2 separate regions of the Mus musculus genome follow, and region 2 is linked to region 1. The links are chromatin contacts, called in public HiChIP or PLAC-seq maps. All regions are on one chromosome and are shown on one strand. Each heading gives the region's core, a stretch centred on a gene start, on an enhancer-like site or on the middle of the called end of the contact. The rest is flanking DNA. Distances are from core to core; before and after follow the strand shown.

Region 1 (5,926 bases), core at 1,880-4,379:
AAATACGCTTCCCCTCTCTTCAATGCTAGTATTTAATCCGTCCTTCTCAGCCCAGGTCTCATACCAATCCCTCAGGAGACCTCCTCTGGCCTCATCATACTTAGGAACACACTTAGCCCTTGAAGCAGCTGCAAACCTTAAGGATTCGGTGTCTCTTCCTCTAGAGTATCAGAGCCTGGGGAGTATGGGGGACAGGTTTTCTTCATTACTGTCTACTTTAACTGTAACATCAGGTGTACACATTTTCTCAATTAACATTTCTCAAAGTCAGGCGCACGCCTTTAATCCCAGCACTTTGGAGGCAGAGGCACTGGGATCTGAGATTGAGACCACCCTGGTACAGACCGAGTTCCAAGACAGCAAGGGCTACACAGAGAAACCCTGTCTCGAAAGAAAACAGAAAAGAAAAAATTCTGGTGAAGAGATGGACAGTTGGGTGGATGGATGGATGGATGGATGGATGGATGGATGGATGGATGGATAAGTGGGTGAGTAGGTGAATGGATGGGTGGGTGGATGGATGGATGGACAGGTAGGTGGGTAGGTGAATAGATGGGTGGGTGGGGGGATGGGTAGATGCATGGATGGATGCATGGATGCATGGATAGATGGATGGATGGGTGGACAGATAGGTAAGAGGCTGGATGGAGGGATGGAGGGATGGATGGTGGGTAGGTAGATAGATAGATGAGTAGACAGATATACACATGCATGGGGCAGGCTCAGATAGTCAGCCCCTAGCCTGGTGTGCTCCAAACTCAAGGCCCATTGGTGCATGGGGCTTTTACACATCTGTGAACTGAACATGTTCACCATTCCAGGCATTGGGTTTAGTGTTCTGTACCTGTTATTTTTAACATCCCACCCACCCAAATCTATAAATGAGAGATGCAATGTTACAAGCTTCAAGAGAGAAAACAGAGGCTCTGGGAGGGAAAGCCACAGATCCAGGTCACAGAAAGAACTGGGACAGAGCTGAAGGTCCAACCTCGGATCTGTTTGTCCCCAGCATCCAGCCTTGCACATTTTCTAATCCTCTGGGTGACAACCATAGCTCACACCTGAGTGAGAAACCCTTCACTTTGCCTCATGAGGAGTTATATAGTGTGTAGACTGGAATACAGGAACTTAGGTCTATTGGCTGCACACACAGTGACCTGGCCCTGCCATATTTCAGGGTCCATGTGTAGACCTGTGCCATATACTTGTGTTCCCTCATATACACATCAGCCTGCAGACACTTACAGGCACACACGCGCACACAACCAGGCTTTGATGGACTGTTACACGTTCATTCGGGAAACGTTTCCTGCAGATCCGTGGTGATTCCGTGATGCTGGGAATCAGGAAGACTGTAAGAACGGACATGGCTTGACCAGTTTTTGAAAGCCATCTGGTGATTCCAACTGAATGACATTCCAGAGGGTACAGGAATCCCAGGTATCCACAGAGCACATGTGTGAGAGACCCAGGCTTCTTGTGGGCCAGATGCTAAGATATACCCCTCCCTCACCACAGTACAGATGAGGAGTCTGATTGGTCACAGAGGTAAAGCCAAGATCCCCAACAGAGCAGCCTCCTGGCTTCCTTCATAACCTGCCGTTCCCATGGTCTCAGATTCATCTGCCCCAAACTGCAACAGTTCCGCTCCACACAGACCAGAGAGGCCACTGAGTCATCTTGTCCATTGCACACAACAGGGAAACGAAGGCAGGGTAGAAGGGTAGAGTGTATTCCACTATGCTGAGGTGTGAGTGTGCCCTGGCATCCATCTGCAATCCTCCTGCCTCAGTCTCTCCAGCCACTCATGACCGGCTGCTTTAAAGCTCTCTCCTGCTTTTCACCTCACCCACTTTCTAAAATATGGTGCCCCTGATCCCTTTCTCCAAAGTCAAAAAGAGCCGGCTCCTGTCAGTCACACGTTTGCTGGGATCCCTTCTGGAATCATCCTCATTCTGCCTGTGCCTTGCACACAAGTGTGTGACTTTGCTAAGGGGAGTGCACATTTCACAGAGCCACCGCAGGGTCTTAAGGAACCACAGAGGCATATTCTACAAAGACACACACAGGCATGCATACACATGCACACACATATATGCATACACATGCACACAGTACACTCTCATGTACACACACATGCATACACATGCATACACAGAGAGACACACGTGCACATACACACACACGCATGCACACACATGCATACAACATACTCATACACACACATGCATAAACATGCCACACACACACACACATACACACGAGAGTGCACCCCCAGCAGCTGCCCTCCTTCCATACAGCATCCCTCTGGTTTCCCCCTCCAGATCTGTTTGTGCAGCTGGTGTCTTGCTGTGGGGGAGGGGTGACCACCACCAGCCTCATTAAGAATTTCCAGCCCCCCCCCCATTGCTCAAGACCCCTCTGCTGAAGTCCCCCATGTGGTGGGGAGGCCAGAGCTGCTTTGTTAATGCAGGGCCCCTGTGGGCCCCTCCTGCCTGTTCAGAGGCTTACATTCCAAATGTCCCCATCTTAGGGGGAGGAGTCTTTGCTTGGAGCCCCAGCTTCCCCTGCTGGGTGTCCAACCTGGGTCAGGCACCAAATGGGGCTCAGAAGCCCTCCCCTTCCCAGCCCTCAGCGGTATGATCTGAGCAAGGGCAGCAGTATCCAGCCCACTGAACATGCTCACACCCCATTATCACATGGACCTGAACAGGCACCCCAACGCCTTCTCAGCCTTCTCCATCCATCCTGACCACCAACTGACACCATCCCTCCCCCCAAACCAACTGTCCCATTGTCCTTCCAGACCAGCTTGCTGCCTCTCTCAGGCAGCCCTCCAGACTGTCTTCCCACCACCAGGTTGCCCACGCTTCCTTCTTACACCCTGCGAAATTCTGTCATCTTGGCAACTCTCCAGCTTGTCCAACCTGACCATGGTGGACAGGGAGGCCACGTCTTACTGAAAAGGTGGGGGCTCTGGGTGTCTTGTGCGGTGGCCTGGAGTGAATTAATCACACCACACATATCTCTCAAAAGTTAGGTAAATTTCCCCTTGCCTCCTGTCACTGCCTAGCAAGCTGCCAACTTGGAGACTGTAATTATGCACATGGGTAATGAAATTAGCATTTCTATCAGTCTCCTCCCGCTTCATTATGCTGGAAAGAGCCTTCTCTCCCATCCCCGCCAGGCTCCTTAGAGGCCCCCAGGTGGTGCCCACACTGCAGTCTGGCCAAGGCCACAGGACTGTCCTGGAGGACACCCATCATTTCAGAGTTCTGTGACACTGAGGGGACGGTAAGGTGAGCTTGGGGTGGGGTGGGGGACACAGAGTGGGGATGGTATTCTGGGGGTGCTGGCCTGTAGCCTGCCCAGAAAAGGGACCGGAGGGCAGAGAACCCTAGTTTCCATCATAGCTGGAGACATATGGACAGGCCCGGCCAGTTCTGTGACTTTCCTACTGTGAGGGTACATGTGCATGCACCCTAAAGCTGTTCAGACAAGACTCAGCCTGGCCTGCTGTGTTCATCAGCCACCTGACCTCACCTGCCTGAACCCCAGTTTCTCCTTTTGTGTGATGGAGAAGTGGTGCTGGCTTGTGCCAGTTTTGAAGGCAGAGCTCTGCAAAATCTTCGCATTGTAGACCTTGTATGCACAGGGAGGGATGTGACCCACACCTGCCATGGACTCCCCACAGGAAGAATTGTCACCAAGGGAAGGAACCAGAGATACTCTTTGAGAACTCGGTGCTTGTACCCCTCCCTGGCTCAATCAGTACCTTCTGTCCTAGTTCAGTGTTTTGAAGGCCAAGTCCTGATTCCTGAACAGAGGCTGTGGGACATGTCACATGGCTGGGGGCCACAGTGGGCACCACTCTCACTCTGACCCCATGTCCCAGTGCTACTGGCACTTGGAAAACAGAGACTATTATGCCAGTCACACTGTAGTCCATGACACAGGTTACCTCAGAATTGTCAATCCTGTGGTCATGTAGGAGGCTAGAGCATCTCACTGAGACCCATGAGTCTAGGCTCTACCCCAAAGACAGATTCCTAAGATTCTCTTTTATACTCCCAGCCCCTTCTTGGCCATGTGTGACCCAGGGTGCTGTAGGGAATGGATGCATGTCAGTAATATCCATTCCATGTCAGTAATGGAAAATAATAGTGGCTTAGCTACACCCTGTCTGCAGCCTCATTAAACCCAGCAGAGTATAAGGTAGGACACCCAGCACAGGGTAGGACTAAAGAAAGGCGTGGTGAGTGTGTGAACTGATAAACGAATGAATGAAGTAAACACCCCATGCCGAGGCCCTCGACTTCAACCAGAACTGGGGCACGGCCAGATGAGGAACACTCTGACCCCTACTGACCTGGGCAACTTAGTGAGACCCTGTCTCCAAAAAAGTGAAAAGGAAGGCTAGGTAAGGATAGCTCCATGGTAACGGAGTGCTTGCCTGCAGGAGGAGGCCCTCGAATTACCCCTAATATTGAAAATGTATACACACACACACAGAGGCACGAATGCACAGACCTGCACATATATGTATGCACTGCACGCACACACATAAGCACATGTATGCATGCACTGCACTCGCACACTCATGCACATGTGTGCATGAATGCACATACACGAATGCATGCATGCACACCACACACACACACACACACACACCATAATCATGCCTACTGAGAGCCACTGTCAGCTAGAACCAAGATACTTTGCCCTGCTGAACCAGCTCAAACTCCATCTCCCTGCCTGTTGCAGTCCCCACCCTTCCATGTTGCCTCACTCCTAGGCAGTTCCAATCCTGGAAGTAGCCATTGCCATTTGAGCCCTCCCTCCAGACTTTCCCTCCTGTGAGATCCAGCCAGAAGGCTCTGATGTCACAGCCAGCCAAAAGGACCCAAGCCAAAGCAAGAACCCCACCATGGTTAGATGGGTGTGTTTCCCAGAGTAGGTCCAGTGAGAGTCCACACCTCTCCTGCAAGCTCTTCTGGACTCTGGTAACCACCACCACCGGCAACATCAGCAGCAGCACCACACCATGGCAACTGGAGGAACTGCCTGGAGCCTCCAGCCACCCCTTACTGTTCCTTGGAGGAAGGGGTCACTGCGAGAGAGCAGCCCCCCTCCCACCAGGCAGCCTTGGCTCGGGAATCTAACAGGGATACAACACTCAGGGATGGCACAGTACACCCAGACACCCCAGGGCCTGAGACACACCATCCCTCTTGGAAAGTTCCCCGACATTCCCAAGCCTCACCCTTGCCAAAGAAAACTGCGGCCAGGCTTGTCTTGGCACAGACTCAAGCCCGAGGCTCAGCAGGAAAACCGAAAACATTTACACAGCTGGGCCTGGGACCCGCTTCCCTCCAGAGCCTGTCAAGGCTCTGCTGGTCCCCAGACTGGGGGTGGGAGGTGCTTCTGAAGGGGCCTGTGTTCCCCCAGCTCGGCCAGGCATGGCTGGCCAGACAGAAAACATGAGGAGAGGCCAGAGGGCTGGAGCCTGGAGAGCTAGGGTTCTGCCTGCCACAGGGTCATTGCCACCAGGTTTACCTTACATGGAATAACCCCAGAAGTGGGTCATAGGGCCAGGTAGCTCCCAGGGCTCTTTACCATTCCTTGGCACTCCATCCCTGGATGGTTGCTGGCTGCCTTTCTGGGGTTCTCCAACTCTGGCCAGCCTCCCCCACTGGCCCCATGAGTCCCAGCTGTCCCCACTGCTCTGAACACCACGGGTCAAGAGGCCCCGATTGGCTGCTGCAGAGCCAGAGGTCCTTGCACTGAGGGAATGCAGGGTGGTATGGCCACCCGCTAAGCCTCATGACATCCCCTTTCTACCTTCTGCTTGCTACCACTCTGTGGCTCATTCTCTGAGGCAGAACCACTATCAATGTCTTTCTCCAACAGCTGTACTGCACAGGCC
Region 2 (5,926 bases), core at 1,726-4,225, 430 kb before region 1:
GAGAGTGGGCTGCTGTGGGGGGGATGCGTGGGCAGAGAAGAGGTTAGACTGAGAGTGGGCTGCTGTGGGGGTACTGCGTGGGTAGGGAGGAGGAGGTTAGATTGAGAGTGGGCTGCTTGTTGGGGGGGATGCATGGGCAGGGAGGAGAAGGTTAGACTGAGAGTGGGCAGGGAGGAGGAGGTTAGAAGGGGAACGGATCGCTGTTGAGGATGGAGGGGCAGGGAGGAAGTTCGAAGACCCGAGCTAGAGAATGGGCCTGGGCATCACTTCCGAGGGAGAGGCAGTGGCCACCAGGCTTCAGTCAGGGTATTCTTGCTTACTCTGTAGGCTTGACCTAAGGAGCGGCCACTAGGTCCGTTCCCCCACTTACAAGTGCAATATGGTGCTCGCCTGAGTCTGGATTTTAGACCTGGCTATTGCTGGGAATCAGGAAGAACACAGCTGTTGTCATTAAGGGTGTGAGAGCAAGGAGTAGAATTGGGTATGCTCAGGACTTCATGGAGGTCAAGTTGACTGGTGGAGTGGATGCTGAGAGACAGGAGATAGGAGCCAAGGACAGTGGTGAATGTTCATGTTGCTGTGTGACCTTAGGCAGCTTGTACAACCTCTGATCCTCCGCTTCTTCATCTTCTGGTGGATGGAATAGCGTTAGACGTGTTTGGACAATAAAATCAAGAATTTAATTATTTAGTTATCTTTAACTCTTGGCCATGCCAATGGGCAGCCGAGTTAGGCCTCTTTTCCAGTCTCTATGCTTTGTAGCTGGGTAAACTGAGGCCCAGGGAAGAGATGAGACTTGCAGATGGACGTGCGACCAATTGATGGGAAACTGGAACCCTGGATTCTAGCTGGTTATCACAGGTTGCCTGCAGTGAGATTCTTGGTTTCTTAACGAACACAGAAATGTTATGGGAATGTGTTTTTGTTATAATCCCAGGTGTAGGACATGGGGTGGCTTTGGGCTGTCTGCAGCAGCTGACTGTGATTTGCCTCGTGCTCTGGCAGCGGCATGATTTTGCTAGCTACAGATTCTTTTGCAAATGTATGACATTTGGAATTCTGGGGACTCTTGAGTGGGTGCAAAAATGCTAGAGCCCTGAGAGGGGCTGTGATGGGGGATGTTGCTGCCACTCCTCCTCTTCCTCCTCCTTCTGCTCCTCCCCCATTCTTGCTCCTTCCGCTCCCCTTGCTCCTTCTGCTCCTCCTCCTGCTTCTCCTCTTGCTCTCCCTGCTCCCCCTCTTGCTCCTTCTGCTCCTCCTGCTCCTCTTCTTGCTGCTCCCCCTGCTCCTTCTCCTCCTGCTGGTTGCTGGTATCCTGAAGATGAAGATCAAACTTGCCCCAAGGATGCCCCTAATCAGCAGGAAGCAGCTTAACTTGATATGGACACCTCCTTTCTCCTCCAACCTTCTTCCTCTCTTACCTAGTGTTGGGGGATTGGAAGGGATAAGGGTGGAGCAAGGCGTTAGAAAAAGGAAACGCATAAAGGGAACCCTTGGCCATCAGTGGAGCCCACAGGTGAGTTCTAGGAACTAGAATGGGGTGGGTGTGGGGTGGGTGGGAAGGTGGGTAGACACTGCAGCATGCAGGAATGGTGGGGTGGGGGAGGGGCAGAGTCAGAAAGTGGAAGTCAGGGAAGGCCCCAAGCTTGGCCACTGGTATCCTGCTGTGCAATTTTGGGCACATCACATGATTTCTCTGATCCTTGCCTTCCAGGGCTGGGACTGGGAGCCTTCAGCACAGGATGGGATGGAAGTGTGGTTATCAGGTGAGGTACCTCACTGAGTCTGGTACCCACTGGCCATAGCAGGTATGTCAACGCTGCCGACATGCAGTGGTGACCCGTGAGGGTGGGCTCTGGAGTCATGTGGACTGGGTTCAAACTTCGCTTCTTGGCTGTGAGAATTTAGGCAGCCTTCTGCTGCTGGAGCCCATGTCCCTGACTGGCAGGGTGGGGTCTGGTCCTTCACTGCCCTGTGTGGATGGTTTATGGATATGAGAAAGCCCCATGCATCAGGTGTACACTCAGACCATGGACTGCTTAGAATTCACAGGGAGTTGAAAGTCAGTACCAGGCAGGCCATAGGCTCTTAGCAGCTGTCAGGTATGTGTGTGTGTGTGTGTGTGTGTGTGTGTGTGTGTGTGTGTGTTTGTTGGGTGGGCATCAGGCTGTGTCTGCCAAGTGGGTGGTCATGGGGTTTGGAGGGTGATGTGAGAGTGTTTCTAAAACGATCTCCTCCCAAGCTTGCTAACTTACTGTGTGACCTTGGGCCAGCCCCTCAACCTCTCTGGACCCTGCTCCCTTGTGTGTAAATCCTGGAAAGGTTTACTTAAGTGCTAAGGTTTTGTTTGTTTGTTTGTTTGTTTGTTTTCTTCTTCAGAGCCTTAAAAAAAAATCGATGGTTATAAAGGTTTGTGGTTAGCGAGAACCATCTGCCCCAGGCAAAGACCAGACCCTCCCCAACCTTTCAGGCAGAAATAAAACAACAAGCAGCCGGTTTTGCAAATTGCCATCTCGGAGGTCGTAAGCACTGGTATCTGCTTTTGTGCGCGACTTGATTGAAATTCTTCTGCGATGGCGGGTGTCCCCACCATCAGTGCCTTAATTAGAAATGAGGACAGTCACATCGGCATAAATTAAATCAGACTAAAGATGATTAACAAAGTAAATGCAAGGAATCATTAAATTAAACCATTGTGCCAGGTCCTCTGCCTATCTATCACAAATTTGGGCTGCTAATGAGGGTCTTAATTAGTAAGTTAGGTCGAAATAATTCATGCCAGTCACTCAGAGGCAGACCCCCTTTCCTCCTCTGCATCTTACCCGGTCTTTCTGCTTCCAGCTCCGAATGCAAATGCATCGGGCCGTGGACCACGGACGGACATCGCTGACAAATGACATCATTCTCCCATGATCAAACCCTCCTGGCACTGGATGTGTTTGCTGTGATGCCTGGGGCGAGGCCCCGTTCGCCACAAGGGGCGAGATTAGTCCTAACACAACTGGACTGCAGATAGATGAGACCTGGTTCTGGATTCATCAGCTGGGAGGCAGAAGAGTGAGGGCTGCAGACAGGAGACTTGAGGGGTCATAGAGTGGCCCAGGGTAGACCTGGGGACTCTGGTGTTGGGTTTTATAAAAAAGAAAGGCAACCCAGGGATACGTTTGGTAGAGGCATGGTATGGTGCAGGGGAAGTGGGTGCCTCTGTGGGTGTGCACCTCTCCCCTGAGGTACCATAGTATAGAATTAGAGTTTAGGGCACAGAGAGGGAAGTTGAGGGGGTAGTAGAGACAGAGAAAGGTAGAGAGAAAGGGTCAGGGAAGGGGGAGAGGGAGAGTAGTAGAGGCTGGCCGTGAACATGGAGAGAGAAGGGAGGGGAGGGGAATGGGAGTAAGGGAGTAAGAGGCTGAGGAGGGGGCAGGCAGCCCCTTTTATACTGAGGCCAGCACACCTGGCTGTTGCCAGGTAACTGTGGGGTGGAGCCTAGAAGAAATGCTAACATCTGGTATCCCAGGATTCCCTGCTCTTCCCAGCTGTGTTCAGCAGATCTGCTCACACTCCCTATCTACTGAGGAAGAATCAGAGAGGTGAATGGACTTGCCTAAGGTCACACACAGAGGCAGAGCCTGACTCAGCAGCCCATCCTGGCTCTACCAGTGATGGCCAGGTGGCTGGGTGGCAGGTGGGCGTGGATGTGTGGTAGGAACTCAGAAGGGAAAGCAGAGTAGACCAATTGAGGATGGGCTGGGGAGATGGAGAGCCTTTGGTGTCAGAGACTTGGCGTGGATATCAGAATCTGCCAGTGATGTCTACTCACCGAGTCTCGGTTTCCTCATCTGTAGTTTGGGTGCAATGAATATCGACTGGTGTGAGCTTTTTGAGGTTTCAGTGATGTCTTGTGAGATGTGTGTAGTGAACGATTCTTCTGTCACCATCCTGGTGGTTGTCTGGGGACTCAGTTAAGCTTTTGGATTGCTATGAACCCTATGAACCCCAATGACTCCTTCATCAAGACGCAGATGGGTTGGGTTCTCCTGCCCTCAGGAACGGGCAATCGGGAAGGCTTGATATTTGAGGTCATCAGACTGTTGGCTGGGACACAGGAGTGATGACGTCCCTGTCACATGGCAGGCTGGCTAGCATCGGTATTATTGGCCATGGAAGCCATCCAGTCAGGGGTGGGTTCCAGGGCACAGTGTGGCTCCAGCTGCTGTTCCTGCCTCAGCTGCTCAAGTCTGAGTGGGTGCTGTGGCCTAGATAATGTCACCTCCACCTTCCCCAGAGGTGACCATGCCTCATACCTGAGTACTTTGTGCACACGTTCCTTTCTATAGCAAAAGGAATTTTTGTGTGTCTGTGAGTTGATAACCGGTCTTAGGCTAGGAGCCGATCCTAGATAGAGAGTCATAGTGCAGTGACAGGTGTCTCCCTAAGCACACACCTGGGGTGGGAGGGGCCTGGTCCGTGGGAGGGGCCTGGGTTCATGGGAGGGGCCTGGGTCCTAGTTGTCAGTCAGAACACCTGTGACTGCTTCTCCCAGATGATTTGGAAAGAGACTTCATTGAGAAAGATGATTTTAGTGGCAGAGGTAGTGTAGACAACAGAATACCAGGTAACTCATATCTATCTATCTATCTATCTATCTATCTATCTATCTATCTATCTTTCATTCATTCATTCATTCATTCATTATTTATTTATTTGGTCAAGGGTGAGTGACAGAAAACATTTCACTCACTTTTGGATGCTCACAGCCAAGGTCATGAAAATTGTTACCTATTTCCAGAGCCTTCCATTGCCCTGAGTAGAAAGTCTTACCCTCTGCTAGAGTGTGTGTGGCTTCTGGTGTCTTCTTTGCTGTGCGGCGTTGACTCTGGAGTCTGTGTACTCCGGGTAGGCAGAGACGCTGAATATTTGTGCTTTTACATCTGGTTTATTTCCCTCTATACCAAGTCCTCAAGGGCCACTGGGGGCCAGTGTGAGAGCTTAACCCTTACAGCCAACACTGGGGTTGGTTTGTGGGGGCACAGTGGACGAGCGGAGGCCCCAAAGTCTGAACTCAGACAGATCTGCTGGTGTCAGAGTGGGGAATGTGGTCACCTTGCTCACATCCTCCATCCCCCACCCCTTCCAGTGACAGTTACTGGCCTCCAGGTACCCACAGCCCAGCCGCAGCTCAATGCGGCCGCCCCTCCCCCACAGGACATCCATTAATTTCCTTCTGCCTGCCTGGCCCAGAACAATCACTTTTTCATTGATTTTGCTTCAATTAATTAAAAAATCCATCCGACCACTCCACAGCGTGATGGACTTTGAGGAGTCAGAAGAAAATAAATAAATTAGTCTTGGAACAATGGGGTGGGCTTGAGGAGGAGGAGGAGGAGGTGTGGGGAAGTCATGGGGAGACTCCCAGCCAGGACCAGTTCAGTGGTGCAACATGCACAGTTGTCCCATAGGCCTGGGTCTGGGGGTTGTGTGGCTGAGATTGCCCTGCACATAACTGCTGTTCCGTGAGCATTTGTGGGTGGTTGGGGTTTTGTATGCATTTTCCCATTGGCCTTGATCAGAGACCTGAGAGATGGAAGATGAAATCAGTGCTCAGAGAGGTTGATGTCTTGTCTGAGGCCACACAGCAAGGACCTGCAGGGGAGAGGCATCACCCCTTTCTTTTGTCCACTTACCTACATACATTGCTTAGTTGCTCAGCCCAGGGCCACTTAGAAAAATGGCAAGCTTAGTGCTTTGTAAGAGTCTGCAGGATGTTCTCTGAGAGGGAATCCTTGAGAACAGGACTTCCAGATGCTGCTGAGGGTTGGAGGGTACTTTTCCTGGTCACGTGTGTATGTATGTGTACATGTATGTAAATGCTTGTATGAGCCCATGTATGTGCACATGTGTGTGCATACACATGCATGTGTGTATTTGT

Evidence for each region. HiChIP or PLAC-seq counts read pairs in DNA pulled down with a chosen protein or histone mark.
Region 2: a contact with region 1 is called in an H3K4me3 HiChIP or PLAC-seq map of embryonic basal ganglia, with 3 times the contacts expected there. The contact joins two enhancer-like sites.

The regions. Positions count from the first base shown.
Region 1 is chr5:111,675,169-111,681,094 of GRCm38.p6, reverse strand. No RefSeq gene overlaps it. Among named protein-coding and RNA genes, the nearest start is that of Gm36434, 14 kb to the right of the region's middle. RefSeq lists an enhancer at 4,690-5,926. Within about 2 kb of position 3,129, at least 39 of the 459 cell types and tissues checked have an H3K27ac peak or open chromatin away from gene starts, as enhancers often do. A contact at or near this core is called in embryonic basal ganglia, where this site is marked.
Region 2 is chr5:112,107,425-112,113,350 of GRCm38.p6, reverse strand. It overlaps Gm30032 (a long non-coding RNA gene), which reads left to right. Exons shown (of 4, transcript XR_880589.2): 3 at 1,715-1,808. Among named protein-coding and RNA genes, the nearest start is that of Gm30032, 11 kb to the left of the region's middle. Within about 2 kb of position 2,975, at least 29 of the 459 cell types and tissues checked have an H3K27ac peak or open chromatin away from gene starts, as enhancers often do. A contact at or near this core is called in embryonic basal ganglia, where this site is marked.